4 separate regions of the Mus musculus genome follow, and regions 1, 3 and 4 are each linked to region 2. Evidence: chromatin contacts called from public Hi-C and promoter capture Hi-C data. All regions are on one chromosome and are shown on one strand. The core of a region is the stretch at or near the end of the contact, and the rest is flanking DNA. Distances in the headings are between cores, read along the strand shown.

Region 1 (3,010 bases), core at 89-2,588, 3.3 Mb before region 2:
AAGGCACACACCAGCACTGCTTGGCAACAGTTTTGCTTCCAGATGTTTGGCTACGGCAGTTCTACCTTAGAACTCCAACAGTCAGTAAATTATTAGATGTGTTCACATTAATTTTATTTAAATTAAATCAGCCAACTTTAACTACATACAATCTGACAAAAGATTAATCTCATTAGCGTGTATAAAGGAACCCTGGCGAATTCTCACTTCTATCTTTCAAGGCTATAACAATCAAATGTTGAAAAAAAACGATCATAAGCAAACATCTCATTTCGAAACCCCAAACATTCATTCTGGCTATTTTAATAAGAACGAGCCTACTAAAGGTTACTTTATACTCAGATGCTGTAAAATAGTCATCTTTTCTTCCAACTACATCCAAGTCTATGAGGTACCATTTACTTTTAAATGAGGATTAGTATGGAAGAAATACGTTTATCGAATGTGAAATTTCATTACCTATCTTAAGGAAACTCAAGTAGACAATCGTTGTAACCTGAGGAACATTTAAGAACATCAGTACCTTGCCTCACTCACTGAATGCCTACAAGTTCAATGCATTAAAAGACGCTCGTGTGTGTGTGTGTGTGTGTGTGTGTGTGTGTAGGTAAACTGGGAGCTCCCAATTTAACATAGGTACTGTGACAGAGCCTACGTTTAATTCAGACTCCATGTATGAACGAAGCATTCTGTACAAAACCGCTGGGCCACGCTTTTTGGGAAACCTCTGTTCTTGACACGAAAGTTTCCAGATGGACCAAACACCAAAAGAAACAACAACAACAAAAAAGTGGTAAATAGTCCGCTGGCTCTTGAAAATGAACAGCGCTACCTCTCACTGCCTGATAAAGAAAAAAACCAAACCCAAGGCGTCAGGTCAGTCAGGAGGGGCCTTCCAGAGCGCCACTCAGCTTGTTTTTTCAGGCACAGCCCGAGGAGCCGCGGAAAGTCGTGAGCATCGAAAGGCCGGGCCGGGGGTCCCTGGGCGGCCGAGTGGGCGCGGCGGGCGCGTGGGTGGAGACGCGGCGAGCGCGGGGGCGCAGCGGCCTCACTACAGCGATGAGGGGCGGCGAGAACCACTTCAGTCGGGGCCCACCGGGCCGGGCGCCGACACGTGGCCCCGGGGAGCCGCGCTCCGCAGCCCGGCGAGCCCCAGCCCGGTGCGGCGGGGAGGGGGAGGGGACGTACCTCGATGATCTTCTCCTTCTTCTTCTGCTCCGCCTTCTTGCTGCCCCCGGCCTGAGCCTGTTTCTTGGGGGGCATCGCGGAGGCGGGGGGCACCGGGCCGACTGCGACGCAGATGGCTACCGTCGGGGCGTCCGGCAGCTCGGCGGGAGCAGGAAGACCCAGCCGCCGCCGCAGCGCACGGAAAGCGACTCGCTCATTCGCCGCCCGGATGTGGCCTTTGCGACAGCACGGCGCCGCTATGCACTGTGGGGCGCGAGGCGAGGCGCCCGGAAGTGGAGCTGCGCGTGCGCTCCGGCTGCGCCGAGCCGGGAGGGGGCGTGGATGAGACGTGGGAACTGGGAAAGGCGCGGCGTGTGACGCCTCCTTTTGGTGAGGCGCTTGCCACTTGCTTGGCTTCGTCCTTCATTAGCACCGCGAGTGATGCCTCCTCACCTCACTTGTATAGACCCCTGGCGTAGAGAGTTCTAGATCTAGTTAGCACTGGACAGTACCATCTTGAGTAATCACGGAGCGGCTGCATCAATTATGAGCTACTGTCTTGTCCTCTGGAGGGGCAGGGTTGCAATGCAGCACCTTCAGTATGAAGTTGCGTAAAGAAATAAAGTTTCATTTGGAGATCGTCAGACGTGGAGTCCTAGTGGGTGAAATCCTTAGTTTCTCTTCAAGTCCTGTACTAATTTTAGGGGGCTGCCTTAACGATTCCGGAAAAAAAAAAATCACTATTTTACTATGTCAAACTAGCCTAACAGTATGGGCCAAGCCCAATTTAAGGTTAGTTTAAGTGTTTGGTAAATTCCATAATGACTTTACACACACGATTTCACTCATTACATCTACACTGAGGTACGAATGGTTAACTGTTAGCACTGTTTGAGATGAAACGCAGAAAGAAAGGTGGCTAAATGTAAAATCCAAGATAAGAATTTCAGCCTGGTTAGTCTTGCTTCAGGGCTCTGTTTATATTGTAGACTAAACCAAAAGTATGGCTTTTGATATGCAAATGAATCTACTATTTTTTATTCAGCCAAATACTGACTTTAAAAAAGCACACAATGAATGGCTGTTCTTTTGCATGGTTACTGTTTTACCTACATTGATTAACAGAAGAATCATCCTTCCAGAGAAGGGAGTTATTAGTTTTTCAACAATTTCATAAGCAGAAAACTACTTTGGAACCCTAATGCCACCATGAGGGAAATGGACAGTGTTCATCTGATGGCAACCAAAGCAAAAAGAGACACTTAGGGGCAGGGGACCCAATATTCCTTTCAAGGGCTTTCCCCAGTGATCTACTTCCCTTCATGTGTTCCACTCTCCCTAGGAGTGTCACCCAACTCAACAGGAGCCTTTGTGGAACACTGTGACAGTTTACTTTTCTGTATTATTTATTCTTCAGAAGTTGATTAAGAATTCCTGTAGTAGCAGAATGTAGTAATCTTAATATCCCCCTTTTTAGTGATTCATTTAATGTCTCTAATTTTAAAGAATTTTTTTATGGCAATCGTAAGTATGGAAAAGTTGTAAACAATCTAGAATTTCACAGTCATAGCTGAAAAATCATAGTTCACTATTATCTTTTGTTCCTAACTTCTAACTAAACCTATCCCATGCTAATGCTAGACTATGTGACCAATATTCTTAATATATTCTCTTATATGGAAATTAGAGTTGGTTTTAGTTGTTTATAACCAAAATTTGTTATGGACTGAACTGTTATGGGCTGAATTGTGTTTTCAAAACTCACAACGTCTACTACTTCAGAATGTAACTACATTAGGAGATAAGGGCATTATAAAGGAAATAGGTAAGTTAAAATGAGACT
Region 2 (3,085 bases), core at 17-2,516:
AGAGAATGCCTTCGAGGGAAAAACAAGGAAGCATGAAGCTTTTCCAAGAGGGTTGTACTTTTTTACATAACCGTTTAAGAACATCAGTATAAAAATAGATAACTTAAAAAAGCAGGCCACACAAGTTCTCTAAAGTGTTAGCACCAAGAGAAGATATTTTATAATAATTGCAAATCAATGCAATTTCACTGTAAAGCTCCTGTCTGGAGTAAAAACTAGGAAAACAAAGAGCACCAGGCATTGCTTGAGGGTAAAACCCTAACATTTAACCTTACAGCTAAACTAGTCCTCTTTAATATCTTCAAATGCTTTGGGGGAAAAAAAAAAGATCTAACTTCCCTAACCTCCTCAGTTTCAGCTCTCTTCCCTTAAGTCCGGATATGTTTCTAAGTATTTCTCCTTACCTGGGAACAGGCCTCACCTCACGTCTAACTCCCTTTTTTCACCCGCCTCCCCTAATAGCCCTTTGTAAAATATACTGACAGTAAAACAGAAATACCCAGACTGACAACCATCAGGAAGGAAAACAAATGAAGAACAAATCTCAACAAAGGCGACTTTGGGATAAGGTGTCCCTCGGCTTAGGGTGGGTTCAGGCAAAGCCTGGGAATAACTGAACAGCCTGGGGCCAGTGAGGCTGCAGGTAAACGCAGTGTTAATGAGGGATGCTGCCACCGCTCCAGAGCGGGATCGGGGAGAGGCGAAAGACAGAGGGTACGGGGCTGGCAAGGGTGCGCCTTGAGGTCCCAGGTCGGACCAGGGAGAGAGACCCCGAGTTAGAAAGTGCGAGCAGAAGGGGGCTCGCAGAGGTGGGGTGGAGGGGGCCGTGAAAACCCGGCGCAATGGGGGCACCGAGGCGGTGGGATGGGTCTGGCGTCCTCCCTCCCTGATGCCCCCGCAGTGCGTGGAGCCCGGCCCGCGCCCACCTCGGCGTCCTCAGCTACTGCCCCATCCTCAGGTCGCCGAGCTCCGGACCCGGCAGGACCGGACGCTGCCTGCGAACGCGCGCAGCAGCAATTCTGCCGCTCCCGTCGCGCCGGCGGGGCGGGGCCTGGCGCGGGGCATTGTGGGAAAGGCGTGGGCGAAGGCCGACGGGTGGCCAGCAGGGAGGGACGGGTGGGACCGCCGAGGCTGACGTGGCCTTCTGTGTGGCTGCGGCGGTGGCTGCGGGTCCCGCTCCTAGCCAGAGATAGGGAAGCATCCCGCAGCGCGGCCCACAGGCATCTTGCGGCCGTAGTCAACCGCTGGCGGAAGGAAGGGTGTGAAGCCCGCCTTTTCCGGTCCCGTTGCCAGGGCGACGGGAAAACCCGGGTGGAGAGATCCGGCTCTCTGGAGGTTTGGTTAAAGGGTGGGTATCCTTGAAAGGGCAGATTTGGCAGAAAGTGGAGAACTTGTCTGAATTGACCCCGTTGCCAGGGACCGGACAGAATAATTAAAGTTTTCTAGAAATAAAATTGTTTACAACTTTTATGTATCAACAAATATGAAGCGTTCTACAGGATTTCTGGATTTGTGAATCTGCCTTCTGATCCTCTCCTTTACTGGATTTGTTACAGAAACTGCAGTGTTTGAGTCATGACACTTTGACCGTTGAAGTAGACACATTAAAGTCCCTGAAAGAGGAAGTGATGGAAGCTGGTGGTAGTGATTTGAAATAAGTAGAAATTGATAGTGAGTCTTTGGGTAGTTAACCAGATGTCAGTTAATAATTTTATGGCTGTAGGACCTGTTGCTAAACCAACATATTGTAGGAAAGAAGCGGAAGTATAACGAACAAAGGCAGAAATATCAGAAAGAGCCTGAAGTAGCAGCTGTTAACCTGTACCAGGAACTGGCCGAAGTACACACGCGTTAACTCAGCCCTAAAATATTCTCGGGAGATACAGCTGATTATCATACACATGTCAAAATGGAAAATAAATGGGTAACTAAAAATTGAGGAAAATAAGATTAACACTTAAACAACCTAGTTCATTATGCCACGGTGATCCAAAACTCCTTAGAAAAAAATCTAAAAGCAAAACAGAGAACTGAAGAATCAAGTGGAAACTAATAGGTTTTTGTTACCATAGTGAATACATTTCAACTTATATTTTTAGATGGTAAGGAAGCTTCTTAAAGCTTTATTGTAAAGGACTGGAGTTGCATCTTACATAGTTTGCAACTCCTGAAGGGAGGATTCAAAGGAGATGCTTAGGAAAGGAAAAGCAGAGAAAACACAGACACACAGGCAGCATGCCACAAGTAATTTAAAGCAGTGTGTAAAACATTTTCTCTTCTCTGGGATATGTACTGGTGGGTAACAAGAGCAAAGACTTTCTGCTCCTAATAAATTGGATGATAGAGGGACACATTAGCCTGTTAGTTATTCAAATATATCTGTAATTAGGAAGGAAAAAATATGAAACACAGATCACAGTAAGACCAAAAGGTAGAAACGACCATCCAACAGCTTTCAGCTCATTTTAAGAGGTTTTATGGCTCAGTGGTTAAGATTACTGGCTGCTCTTCCAGAAGACAGAGTTCAATTCCCAACACCCACATGGCAGCCCACAACTATCTGTAACAGCAGTTCCAGAGGCTCTGGCACTCTTGCACAGACATGTAGGCAGAACACCAATGTGCATAAAAATAAACAAATCTTTAAAAATAAACTTAAAAGTCCTCCCCCTTTTCAATGGGAAGCTGAAGAAGAGTTTTAAGTGATGAAATGTTTTATGTAAGGATGACTTTGCTTAATTTGAAATGATCTTAAAGTTACAAGGAATTAAATGTTGTAGTACAAAAAAATTGTTTTTCTCAAAAGTTTGGGAGTAAGTTGACTTCTCCCATGACCCCCCCCACCCCCCAAAACTAGTGTGTGTTTTTTTCACAGATGGGATGCTTTCTTTTAAAAGTACAACCTTCGAATATGGGAAGTTTCTGTGAACACATTATCAGTGTCTAGTCCACAAATGTCAGATTCCGGTTTTTCCAATTATCAGTAAGACTTCCCAGTATGAGGATCTAGTAAGGAGCTATTTTTCTTTTTTTCTGTTTAGCACAATCGTGTTTTAGACTTCCTTAATGAGAAATGTTTATCCAG
Region 3 (3,074 bases), core at 308-2,807, 3.6 Mb after region 2:
TATGGACCTCAAAGCTGATACCGCACCTCCACCAGCAATCAGTGCCCGCAAGGGCCCAAAGGAAAACTCTTAGCAAAAAGTGTCGGCCTGATGTCTCAAGGCTTCCAGTAAAAAACTGTCATTTGCATGATTATTTGGTTTTCCATTCGAGCAGAAAACACGGTGCATTATAAACATCAAGCCGCTGGCTATCGTAAATCTGGCTCTAGCCAGATACAACCAAGCATTTAGCCCTAGCAGGGTTTGCCTGCAGCTCCCCACAAGTTAGATGAACACTAGCTGAGTGCATCACAGGATGCTCAATACTGGGCAGAGTATGTGAGCAGCAGCAAGATGACAACTGCCCATCCTTTGTAACTAAGAATCTGAGAACTGCCCACAATTCCCTTCAAGCCGCCGGTTTTCCTCTAGTTCAGTGAGATCATGGGATTCAGAGGTTGGAAAGTACCTCTGGGACAAAATGGCTAACCACCCAGGCCTATCCAACTGGGGTCCTGAATGAATACCACCTGCCTTTGGTGTTAGTTCTTACAAAGATCACAGAGTATGTATGGATTTAAGGTGTGTTTTAAAAGCCAGACTTCCAATATCACAGGCAGGGACAGCCCCCTGCTGCTGATCCCATTTCTATACAAACAGCTTTCTTCTAACTACCCCACCAGGGAAACTTGCCCGCTCCTTCTGGGCTGCACTTCCAACCATTTCTCACAATGACTCGAATTCCCGTGGTGTTAAAAATGTGCTTTCTTCCACTATGTCTCACAATTACCCAAATTCCCAAACCTCACAGAAAACCAATCCTTAAGAACCTTCTCTGAGGATAGCTTCCAAAAGCACACTTGATGAGCTCAGCCAGCCGCAACAAGTGGACTTTCAAACCTGTGGTAAGAAAATGTAAAGGAATATACAAAAAAAAAAAAAAAAAAAAAAATCTTAAAATCAAATGCACACACACACTTTACAAATGCTGTCCATAGAGCGTGGATGAAGGAGACAGTGGATAAAAGAGATGATGGGATACTGTTTCCGAGGCACAAGGGGCAGTGCAGGTTTTTGGTGGTGTCCCATCCTCAGGCTGGTACGCAGTCTCGAACTCCCAATCGAAGAGGCCCGTAATGGGCCCCACGAGGGGCAGTGGAAGGGTCGGAGGGCATCGAGCGCGGAACTGAGTGCCGCGGCTTGCCAGGGGGTGCCCAAGGGCCCGACTGCCCGCCGCCCCACGCCGCCCGCCCCGTACCTGTGAGATAGTTGGTCCACTTGTACAGAACCCCCTCCATGCTTCAGAGCCCGGCGCCGCGCATCCTCCTGGCCCGGCGCCGGCCGCGCTGCTGCGGAGGCGCGGGCCCGCAGCCCTCCGCCCCGACCCGGCGGCCCTCAGAGGCCCGGCCGGCGGGCGCCCCGTGCTGCTCGGAGGCCGCGAGGCGCGGACATCCCCAGCGGGAACGGCGCGGCGACCCCCGGGACGACCCCAGCGCCCGCCGCCCTCCCGCTCCGCCACCGCTCCACGAGCCCCGGCGCTGCCCTCCTGCACGCCTGCCTTCCTTCCCCTCGGGCTTCCCGGCTTGTTTTCATTGACCCCGACGTCGCTTTCACTTCCTGGATGAAAGGGGCCGGCTCGGCCCACGAAACCCCTCCCCGGCGGCGGGGCTGCGGGACGGCCGCGTGCCCGAGGCTGCGCCGCGCGCCCTCGTGGGGCGGCTCCGCGGTCCCCCGCTCCCCGGCTGCCCCGCATCCGGACATCTCCAGTCCGCAGCAGACCAACTCCCGGGGCATCCTGCACAAGGCGGCTGCCGAAGGCCTCGCCTCCTTCGGATCTTTTTCAATAAAATCAAGGGTTGCTCATTTCTTGGAGCTTCCAGTGCTCACACTCCGGGGAAGTAGGAAGTTACCTCCTAGGAAAAGCTGGAGCAATGGCAAGGCCCTGTAATCCCAGCACTCTAGAGGCTGAGGCAGGAAGGACCAAAGGCCAGCCTGGGCTACATCCTTCTTTTAAGAAAGTAGTATGCAGGCCAGAGAGGTCCTCCAACAAGGTCTTATGGAACTAGGGTTGGCAAGATAGCTTTCCAAGTAAAGCGCTTGCCTCCGGGAGCTTGACCAGTACTGTCCTGGGGGCCTCACACAGTGGAAGGAAAGAACCTCATTTACACATGGGCCATGTTACACGCATCCCCCCCCCGGCCCCCCCCCCACACACACACACATTTTTTTTTCTTTTAATGTCATACATCACGATGTATGCCTTTAATACCAGCATTTAGGAAGCAGAGGAAGGCAGATGAGTTCTGTTAGTTCCAAGCCTGCCTGGTCTACGCAGTGACTTCTAGGCCAGACAGACCCCCCTTCTCTCTCTCTCTCTTTCTCTCTCTCTCTCTCTCTCTCTCTCTCTCACACACACACACACACACACACACACAGGAAAGAAGAGGTTAAGAAGAAAAATGTTAAGAAGGTATCGTGCATCCTATTTTTGTTTTGTTTTTAAAAGGATTTCTCTTAATTTTTTTTTAATCTCACTTGGAAGGGCGTCCTTACACACTTGACAACTTTTAGATTTAGAAAGTTTTGCAAATTCCAATTACTTTGCATAAAGCAGAGTCAGTATTGAGGTAGTGAAATCCCTGGCTTATCCTTCCAGGAAGGCTGACTGAATAGGGTGATCGGGATGTCCACTTGGGGAATCGACGAGCTGAATATTCAACAAATCACATAGAGTTCAGTAATGATAGTTCAACTGTGGAGGGCATCTGACACTTACCATAAAATTCGAGTTTTGTGTTGTTTGAAAGGTTTATCATACTAAAAGGATAAGGGGGATATATCAAGAGACTGGACTAATCTCTGTTGTCTATTAGCCAGCTGTGAAATTGGAACAAAATGTTCAATAGTCAGTTTTCCTGTCTGATGTGAATGAATTCTCATGGGAGAAAAAAAAAAAAAAAAAGCTTTTCTCTGCTAAAGGCCTTCACCTCAAGGGCGGCCTCAAGAGGTTAGGGACAGAAACACAAGTTATCTTTTGCAATGCCGGGCATGGGCTGCTGAAGCCCTGGAGACACTCCACTGTGTGTTCTGAGAGT
Region 4 (3,206 bases), core at 319-2,818, 3.4 Mb before region 2:
TTAGGTCACCTTCAAATGAACCTTGTATCACCTACCCATCAAAATTATGCCTTGCACCTCCCCAAAACTAAATTGGGGGGGGAGTTGGGGGTTTGTGGTAAAAAAAAAATATGTTGTTACCCCAAGGGGTACACTAAGAAGTAACTAAAGAAACCGTTTCTTTGGAAATACAATGTAATAGACATGAAAAACATCAATTTAATCGGGGTTTCCTACACTAGTAGGGATGAGAATGATGCCAGCGTTGAGTCAAAGACAACTTTAATCCAAAAACACGACATTAGCCGTCACAAATCCTCAGGAACTTTGCAACACGGGACGTGAGTAATTTGAAAGCCTACGTGACCTGCTGTATTCTTCAGCATTGAAGTGACCTGCAGAGAGTGAAAACTCAGCAAACACCCTCGCTCTGTCTGAACAATGACCTAAATAGTGGACTAGAAAGGAGCAGATGACGCATTCCATTCATCTGGTGGACCTTAAACGCGCAAAGGTCTCATAGTCCTTTACAAATTAATACAACAATTTGGTCACTTTAGTCATCGGAGTGTCTAGAAGAGGAGTGGGAAAAAAACCGAGAGAGAGAGAGAGAGAGAGCGAGAGAGAGAGAATCAGACGAAGGAAGAGCTAATTTCAGAAAGCAAAAAGCACTAGGAAGAGGCTAACTGGTTGATACGGAAGAAAAAAATTCTGGGGCCAAGTGAAGCAAGTTACGGAATGACAAGAGATGGCCAAAAGTCTCGCAGGACAAGCCTGTACAGATGTCTCACTTTTCCTGGATGCTTAACAGAGCTCCTTCAAAGCTCTCTCGCACTGTCCCCAGCCAATCAGAAGAAGTTGGGGACACGGTGAAACTGGATGCTGAGTGTCAGGTTAGGTCATCCCCACAAAAGTTTCATCCATGCCAGACCTGGGCCAGCCGCGGCATGGAGAGAGTAGGCGGGTTTGGGGCCGGGAGGACCCTGGAGCCAGCGGCTGGGTGCGGATCCGCTGAGGGTGCGCGGTGGGGGAGGGGGCGCCTGGGGACTCGAGCGCGGCCACTTACGAGGACGTGCTGGGCTCGAAGAAGTCCACGGCGAATCCGAAGTAACTTCCCTCGGGACCCGCATACTCGGCGGGACTTTCGACGTCCAGGTTGAAGGCGTCGGCGAGGGGCAGCAGGAGACCCGGCAGCAGCAGCAGGAGGCCGCCGGGGCGAGGGCGTAGCAGCAGGCGCCCGGGAGCAGCCATCGCCGGGGCGCGCGCGGGGCGCAGAGCCGAAAGACTTCAGTCCCTGTCCCGGTGCTCGGTGGCCGCGGCCCGCCGCCTGCGCGCCCCCGAACTGCCGAGCTGTGCTGTGCGCTTGCGGTCAAGGGCGGCGGGGCGGCCGGGCGGCGCGAAGCTGAGCCGGGCGGCACCCAGGAGGAGCGGTGTCCGACCCGGGACTCCGGCTCTGTCGCTGGCTCGCGCGGTGCCTGGCGCTGAGAAGTGGCGGGGCGAGCACAGTACCTCGGAACCGTGAGCAGCCCGGACTGGGGGAGGAGGCCGGGGAGGAGGAGGAGCCGGCCAGGCCGGGCCGCCCCGCCGAAAGAGGAAGTCGCGCTCACGGTGGCCTCCCACAGGAGAAGGCCGGGCGCACTTCCGTGCGCGCTGGCGGCCGGTCCTCCGAGGCTGTCCCGGGACTGCGGCCCAGATCCAAAGGACCAGGGGGGCAGTGGCAGCGCGCCTCCAGCCGAAGCCCTGCAAGCCGGGGACTGGCTGCAATCAAAAGAAAAAGAACCAGGCACACCCCGTTCCCTGGTTCCTCCAGGCACTTCTGAGGGACTTTTGTTTAAGAATGCGGAAAGCTTTATCCGCTTCTCTTACTTCTGCCACTTAGCCCGGCAGGCGCTCACCAACAGAACTCTGTAATTATATGCCATTTCCCTCCCCTTCCATCCTCCACACACTGAACTTAATTATAAACTCCCAGAGGGCTAGCACAGCTCCTCCCGGATGCGGTGTGTGGAACTGGATCTCACTGGCTGACAAAAACGTTGCAAGGCAAAGTTTAGGTGATGAGCCTCTCAAATCCACCCAGAAGACTTCAAGCCTGTGCTTGGATCTTCTCTTTTCTTTCTTTTACTTCCTTTCCTTTTTTCTTTTCTGTTTCTTGCTTTCCAGTTCCAATTCTTCTTCTGGCCTCTGTGTGTATCAGGCATGTACGTGGGTCACACCCATACACACAAAATAAGTCTTTTTTGTTTTGTTTTGGTTTTTTTTGGTTTTTTTTTGTTTGTTTTTGTAAATTTGCTCAGTATTCCTGTGTTCTATGTATATCAAGTGCTAAACAATTTGATGAATGGGCCGGGAGTGGTGATCCATGCTTTTAATGTGGTGGCAAATGCTTTTAATCCTAGCACCATGAAGTGAGAAGCAGGAGGATCTGGTCTGTGTAGCAAATTCCAGGCTGGCCAGGCCTACAGGTAAGACCTTGTCTCAGAAGGGAGGAGGAAGAGGAAGAGGAGGAGCAAGATAAGAAGGAAGAGGAGGAAGAGGAGAAGGGTGAGACGAAGAAAGAAGAAGGAATGAAGAATTTGGTCAATAGGATAAAATGATTAAATATAAATGCATTGCTTAGGCCTTGCATACTTCCAAGTAAAGTAGTGGAGAATTTGAACTATTTTCCCAAAACAGTTATTAAAAATCAGTCCCAGACTAAGCACAGAGGCAGTAGGCCCCCCTGAGCCCAGTCAACATAAGAAGATCCCTGTCTCACACAGCAGAAAAAACACCTCAGTGTCAGCATGCATTCATCTCATAACATAAGTAATCATGTGTGGGGGTGTGGATAGCCTTAGTTGGGTTAAGCAAGTTGATTTTTAAAATGTAAAAAATAAGCAGCAAAACTGTTGGGAGATCTTATCAGCCACAGGCTAATACCTATGTAAAAGCCACCTCAGAGACAGGAAATCCTGTGTGGATACTTATACACAAGACCCTGTGGTTGCTCTTTCATTCCTTGTCACCATTTGGGATCAGAATGTGGGGTTTAAGAGGCAGACAATGATTCGTGGAGAGCAAGAATGTTCTGTGCACTCCCTGTGTTCTCTGCATCTCTTTCTGAAAACCATGCTGCCGGCCAGTCGGGTACCCTCAGGTCTAGAGACTAAAGACAAGTCTGGGATTTTCAGTTTCTCATTCAGATGGTCATCACACACAATTTTTGAAAGAAATCGTGCCTTTTA

What was found. Promoter capture Hi-C pulls out the DNA fragments that hold promoters and counts their contacts. Hi-C and Micro-C count contacts between places; a contact is called where the count stands out from the background.
Region 1: a promoter capture Hi-C map of pre-B cells shows a contact between it and region 2. The contact joins the promoter of Zc3h15 here to the promoter of Dnajc10 in region 2. A contact is called at or near these places in 3 of 39 promoter capture datasets (cranial neural crest, liver and pre-B cells) and 3 of 484 Hi-C or Micro-C datasets (B cells, CD4 T cells and pre-B cells).
Region 3: a Hi-C map of B cells shows a contact between it and region 2, with 7 read pairs. The contact joins the promoter of Plekha3 here to the promoter of Dnajc10 in region 2. A contact is called at or near these places in 2 of 39 promoter capture datasets (the C10 cell line and pre-B cells) and 3 of 484 Hi-C or Micro-C datasets (B cells, cerebral cortex and natural killer cells).
Region 4: a contact with region 2 is called in a promoter capture Hi-C map of pre-B cells, with 2.4 times the contacts expected there. The contact joins the promoter of Itgav here to the promoter of Dnajc10 in region 2. A contact is called at or near these places in 2 of 39 promoter capture datasets (cranial neural crest and pre-B cells) and 1 of 484 Hi-C or Micro-C datasets (pre-B cells).

The regions. Positions count from the first base shown.
Region 1 is chr2:83,642,906-83,645,915 of GRCm38.p6, reverse strand. Zc3h15 (zinc finger CCCH-type containing 15) reads right to left here and starts at 1,338. Exons shown (of 10, transcript NM_026934.3): 1 at 1,189-1,338. The coding sequence starts at 1,263.
Region 2 is chr2:80,313,647-80,316,731 of GRCm38.p6, reverse strand. It overlaps Dnajc10 (DnaJ heat shock protein family (Hsp40) member C10), which reads right to left and starts at 1,266. Exons shown (of 23, transcript NM_024181.2): 1 at 927-1,266.
Region 3 is chr2:76,673,798-76,676,871 of GRCm38.p6, reverse strand. It overlaps Plekha3 (pleckstrin homology domain-containing, family A (phosphoinositide binding specific) member 3), which reads right to left and starts at 1,557. Exons shown (of 8, transcript NM_031256.3): 1 at 1,238-1,557. The coding sequence starts at 1,277. Gm39860 (a long non-coding RNA gene) reads right to left here and starts at 1,231. Exons shown (of 2, transcript XR_866494.2): 1 at 1,022-1,231; 2 at 1-879.
Region 4 is chr2:83,722,759-83,725,964 of GRCm38.p6, reverse strand. Itgav (integrin alpha V) reads right to left here and starts at 1,568. Exons shown (of 30, transcript NM_008402.3): 1 at 1,046-1,568. The coding sequence starts at 1,230.